Linked DNA regions of Rattus norvegicus: region 2 is linked to region 1. The links are chromatin contacts, called in public Hi-C maps. All regions are on one chromosome and are shown on one strand. The core of a region is the stretch at or near the end of the contact, and the rest is flanking DNA. Distances in the headings are between cores, read along the strand shown. Region 1 overlaps Nedd4l (NEDD4 like E3 ubiquitin protein ligase). Region 2 overlaps Nedd4l (NEDD4 like E3 ubiquitin protein ligase).

The links. Hi-C and Micro-C count contacts between places; a contact is called where the count stands out from the background.
Region 2: a Hi-C map of Schwann cells shows a contact between it and region 1, with 3 times the contacts expected there. The contact joins two enhancer-like sites. A contact is called at or near these places in 1 of 12 Hi-C or Micro-C datasets (Schwann cells) and 1 of 1 datasets of contacts at active chromatin or transcription factors (oligodendrocytes).

The regions. Positions count from the first base shown.
Region 1 is chr18:60,762,843-60,765,542 of GRCr8, forward strand. All of the region lies in intron 1 of Nedd4l (NEDD4 like E3 ubiquitin protein ligase), which reads left to right. Among named protein-coding and RNA genes, the nearest start is that of Nedd4l, 100 kb to the left of the region's middle. Within about 2 kb of position 1,424, at least 46 of the 93 cell types and tissues checked have an H3K27ac peak or open chromatin away from gene starts, as enhancers often do. A contact at or near this core is called in Schwann cells, where this site is marked.
Region 2 is chr18:60,924,728-60,927,427 of GRCr8, forward strand. Nedd4l (NEDD4 like E3 ubiquitin protein ligase) reads left to right here. Exons shown (of 31, transcript NM_001401320.1): 7 at 1,858-1,919; 8 at 2,246-2,348. Among named protein-coding and RNA genes, the nearest start is that of Mir122, 100 kb to the right of the region's middle. Within about 2 kb of position 1,339, at least 2 of the 93 cell types and tissues checked have an H3K27ac peak or open chromatin away from gene starts, as enhancers often do. A contact at or near this core is called in Schwann cells, where this site is marked.

The sequences.
Region 1 (2,700 bases), core at 174-2,673:
AAGAGACATAGAAACTTGGGTTTGGTCTGACCTTTTCTCTGACTGCTTTTTTTCTGTGCAGTCTTGTCTTTGAGTAATATTTTTACTGTCGGTGCAGAGCCAGCCACCTTAGTCAAATATTTGATTCCACTAAAGTCATAAATAAGGACCAAAATATCATGCATAGATTTTATGAAAGTCATAACATGCTTCAGAAAGTACAGTCATTCAGCCTGCAGCCCACGGCATGTGGTCCATTAGTCACATACCTTTACCTGCTTCCGTGCTCTGTGAGGACCTCTGCTTATCTGCATTTAGGCTAGTCACTTTGAGAAAACAAAGATAAGAAATCTTTACTGTTTAAAAATGATTTTTATAGTGCGGCACTCTTCGCTTAAACTTCAGAGAGCAAGTGAGCGAGTAAGCGAGCGAGCGAGCTTTCTTACAACATCTGCTTGTAAATAGTGTTCCATAAAAGGCTCTCTCCTCTCTCCCTATCTCCCAGCTGCTGGCTGCCTACTGTTTAAGATTTCATTTCATCCCAAAATGAAGTGCTATATCTGTGTGACTTGGCAAAACAGGACAAAAGCCTCTGGGTTTGTTTGTTTGTTTGTTTGTTTGTTTGATAGAGTGGGCTTATTCATTTTAGAAATGCAGCAAGCTGGATGGGTCCTTGACCCGTGACTTACTTTTTTAAACATTTTCCTTATCATTTGTTTGTGCTGAGACTTTTGTAAAAGTTGGATTCCCTCCCAAACCCCCCGCCACGGCCCCTCCTCCCCTCCCGTTTTGTTCTTTGTGGTGCTGACTATGGGAGCTACAAACTTTTTTTGTTTTTTAAATAGTTTATGTTTCAAAGGAAAAACTACAAGTAAATAAGACATTACCCACTAGCCAGAAGTCATCAGTATGTGGCTTCTTTCCTAGATACTCTGCTGCATGCACATGTCATTGACTTTTTTTTATAAAAATAATTATTGTGTGTGCATGAGCACGTGCAGAGGTGTGCCTGTTGAAGCCGGTGTGTGTGTGTGTGTGTGTGTGTGTGTGTGTGTGTGTGTAGGTCAGGGGACAGCTCAGGAGTCAGGTCTCTACTGCCATCTTGTGGGATCGGGGATCGGACTCAGCTCTGTGTCTCATCTTCCTGCTGAGCGGTCTCTTTAGCCCTGTCATTGCCACAAAACAAAACAAACAATAAGGTGCTGAATAGAAAGGCAGGCTCACAGCTGCTTCAGTTTTTGGTTTTCAGGGGGACGATGATCTTCTGATCTGGGAGGGGCAGCAGGTCATGGGGTTGGGAGTGGGAGGCTTCCTTTTACTCTCTGTGAAGTTTCCCTCTCCAAAGCATCATGTATCCCTTTCTCCATTTAATAGAGAGATGGTGATGCAAACAGAGTGTGTCCAGCCATTGGCAGAAGCCCTCATTTCTTCCAACAGTCCATTGGCCAGAACTTAATCATGTGATGTCTCCCAAACCACAAGGAAGGCTGGGAAATGTAGTCTAGTTTTGTGTCTAGGTGGAAAAAGGAATCAGCATGTTAACAATTTGCTTGGCTATTAACTCATTTTTATTTTGTTTGTTTGACTCTTTTTTGGTTGTTGTTGGGTCTGTATGTAGCCTCGACTATCATGAAACTCACTGCGTAGAGCAGTCTGGCCTTGAACTCACAGAGATTCACCTGCCACTGCCTCTGGAATGCTTGGATTAAGGCATCTGGCACCACGGCAGGCTGGGATCAGATATTTCATTTTTAACAGGTTTTATGACTTTGTTTTGTTGAGACAGTGTCTAACTGTGCTGTCCCTGTTGGCCTGGAGCTCATGGTTTCCGTCCCTTAGCCTCTGAGTACTGGAATTACATGGACACACCACCATGCCCCATGCCCCACTGGATGCACTCTTGTTTGCTCTGTCTGGGTTACTTCTGCATCCACCTTGCTGGAAGCCCCCACAGGTTCTCTCCCTCCTTTCTGTGTAAGCCACGATGGTCACCCATGTTTTATATATAGCGCTTCCATCAAAATGATTGGTGTAATGTCCACCCTCTTCTAAACATTCCAGTCTGGTCTCTGACCTCCTCACACCATAGTGCCCTTCTGGGCACATTCTTCACTGGTCTGTCCATGTGTCCCCAGGTTTGCTGATAGCCCTGCCTGAAACTTCCTGCTCACACTCAACACGGCCTACCAGGGCTTCACTCACATGACTTCCCCTCAGGGTGATCTTCCATTACCATTGGCCATGCATCATCCACCGCCTGCCTTGATCAGCTGCTTCACCGACTGTCATGATGTCTCTAAAGCATTTACTGCCAGCCGGCAGAAGCTGTGTGTGTCCAGTCTGTCCTTCTGCCTCATTCGGATTGAACTCTGTCTTGTTTACATTTCTGTCCCCAGATACTATATCTCTGACACACGGTGGTATTCAGTAAGTGTTCATTAGATGGAGGAGGAACATCACAACGTAGTATGTGTGTGCATGTGTGTGATACATACTTATAAAATACATTAATTTAGTTTTTGAGAATTACATACACTGATCATATTGTTTCTTTTCTCCAACTCCTCCCAGATTCTCCACCACCTCTACCCATCCAACTATAAGTTTTTCTTTTTTAAGAGAAAAAAAAACAAATATACTCACAATCTCTCATACACACACACTCACACACATACACATACATGTTCACACACATGCTCACATACTCTCACACAGGCTCAC
Region 2 (2,700 bases), core at 89-2,588, 160 kb after region 1:
AGCCAGCCCCTAGCCAAGTGTGACGCCTGCTGGGAAAGAGAAAGCCAGCTTTCTCCACTGGAGCAACACTGGGCATCTCAACCGCTCTCCAGGGTAGGCCCGTGCTCAGGAGCAGCTGGCCAACACAAAACACATTCTGTGCATTTTTGGTTCGGTTTGGCTTTATTTGGTCTATTTTGTCTTTAGGGTTTGTTCGTTTTGATTTTAGGGCTTTCTTAAGAGAGGCAGAACTGGGAATTGGGTGTGAAGAGAAACAGAGAGAATCTAGGAGGAGTTGTAGGGAGCAGGAAAGGATATGACCAAAGAATATTGAGGAAAAAATATAAAGCCAATAAATGAAAACTCATTGTAGTGTGTACATGTGTTTATAACCGTCTGCCTTACAATTCTAACAGTGAGGAAGCAGGCACAGGAAGATGCTCTCACCCCCACCCTGGGTTTCTGATCTGTCACACTAGCCTAATCAATGAGTATCTAACCTAATCAACGAGTATCAGGCCAGTGAGAGAGGAAAAAAAAAGCAGTCGGTGCCCAAGGTTGTCCTTTGGCCATCGCACAGAAACAGTCAAATACATGTGCACCAGGAAAAGGGGGAGAATAAGAGAGCAGAAAGCCATTGGGAAGAAAGGCTATAAACAGAATTCAAATGTAAGTACATACTCTCTTCATTCTCCTGACATAATATATCATTGTATTTTAGTTTGCCTCTCTTCCTATAAAAGCAAATATTTTGGATTGCATATTAATTTGACAGGATCAAGTATTTCAGGTTTGACCATATACATTTTAAAAAGAATAGCGGCACAGATTTTTCCCCAATTCCCTGCTTTATTAGCCAACCAACTTTGCATGTTAAAGTGAATCCCAACATCTTACCGGATAAGCATTCATGCTGTGCTGTTGGTTGCTTCTCTGTTGCTGTGATAAACATCGTGGACCAAAAGCAGTGTCGGGAGGGGAGGTTTATTATAGAGGGAAGCCAGGGCAGGAACTGAAGCAGAGACCACCAGCCCAGGGTGGTACTTCCAACAGGAGGCTGGGCCCTCCCACAGCAATCATTGATCAAGTAATATTGGGCAGACATGCTAAAAAGCTGATCCGATGGGGGTGATTCCTCACTTGGGGCTTCCTCTTTCCAGATGATTCTAGTTTGTGTCAAGTTGACAGACTAAGAAACACAGAGGCCGGTTTCACTCACTGATTCATGAAATGAGCCCGTGGGGGTGAGGGCTCCCTGGATACTGTGCATAGGGGTGAGGGCTCCCCAAATACTGTGCATGGTGGTGAGGGCTCCCCGAATACTGTGCATGGTGGTAAGGGCTCCCCGGATACTGTGCATGGTGGTGAGGGCTCCCCAGATACTGTGCATGGGGGTGAGGGCTCCCCGGATACTGTGTATGGGAGATGGTATCGACTCAGTCAGGCTGATGACTCGATCCTTTCACATGCAGCATTAAGTTGCAGCCCGAGGCTGGGCCTTGCGATCTGTTTGACTCTGTGTTTAGGTTTCTTCAGGGATAATGAGGCACCACTGACCGCCGGTTTTCCAAGTTAATCGACTCTGGGAGATTGAGGCCATACCCTGCAGTTAGAAATTATACTTGGCCATGGTGGCTATAATTTTGTCATTTGTCTCTGGCTGGGCTTGACTACTAGAACCTGATGTAGATAGTGACATCTAGTGGATCTTAGATAGACTTCTGCGGGCCTAGAGGATGTGCAGTGAATCAAGCCAGCTCTTTTTTTTTTTTTTTTTTAACCTTTGCCATGTACTAAGAATATATCCTTCATATTCCTGATGAGTGTCAAAAATAGGAAATTGTTGCTTTTCTGCTAATTTATTTTTCTTTCCCCTAGACAGAAGATCCAACCATGGAGAGACCCTATACATTTAAGGATTTTCTCCTGCGACCTAGAAGGTGGGTAGGTGTAGGGGTAAGGCTTGCCAGTGGGTGTAAGGGTGAGTTTTGAGGGTGGTTGTAGGGATGAGGATTGCAGGTGGGTGTAGGGGTGAGGCTCGCCGGTGGGTGTAGGGAAGATGTTTGCAGGTGGGTGTAAGGGTGAGTTTTGTGGGTGGGTGTAGGGGTGAGGATTGCAGGTGGGTGTAGGGATGAGTCTTGCCAGTGGGTGTAGGGGTAAGTGTTTGTAGTATTGGTTTCCCTGAGGACAGTTTCAGCAAACACCTTAAACAAGGAGGACGGAAACAAGCCATAGCCTTTACAACTGGTTCTCTTCCTGTGTGCAGTCATAAATCACGCGTCAAGGGGTTTTTGAGGTTGAAAATGGCCTACATGCCGAAAAACGGAGGTCAGGATGAAGAAAACAGCGAGCAGAGGGACGACATGGAGGTAGGAGAGACGGCCGAGGGCCCTGGCCTCTTCCTTGCTGCCCAGCTCACCTGAATTTCACTTCGAGACTGTCACTGGAGAAAGTGGTTGTTCATAAACCTAAATGTGAATTCACGTACATAGACCCTGAGTTTGTCTTTGGAAGTCCTCCAGTGTGTGACTGTTTTAGCAAAAAATGAAATCCCCATTTTATGTCACAACACAAATAAGAGGGCAGGCAGCTCTTCATGCGGTCCTTTTAATTATTTGTCTGGCTGCTGTTATGTTACAAAATACCTCTCCAAAGCCACTTAAGGAAGAAAGGCTCACATTTCAACCCAACGAAGTTGATCGTGGTGGGGAGGTGGTGGAA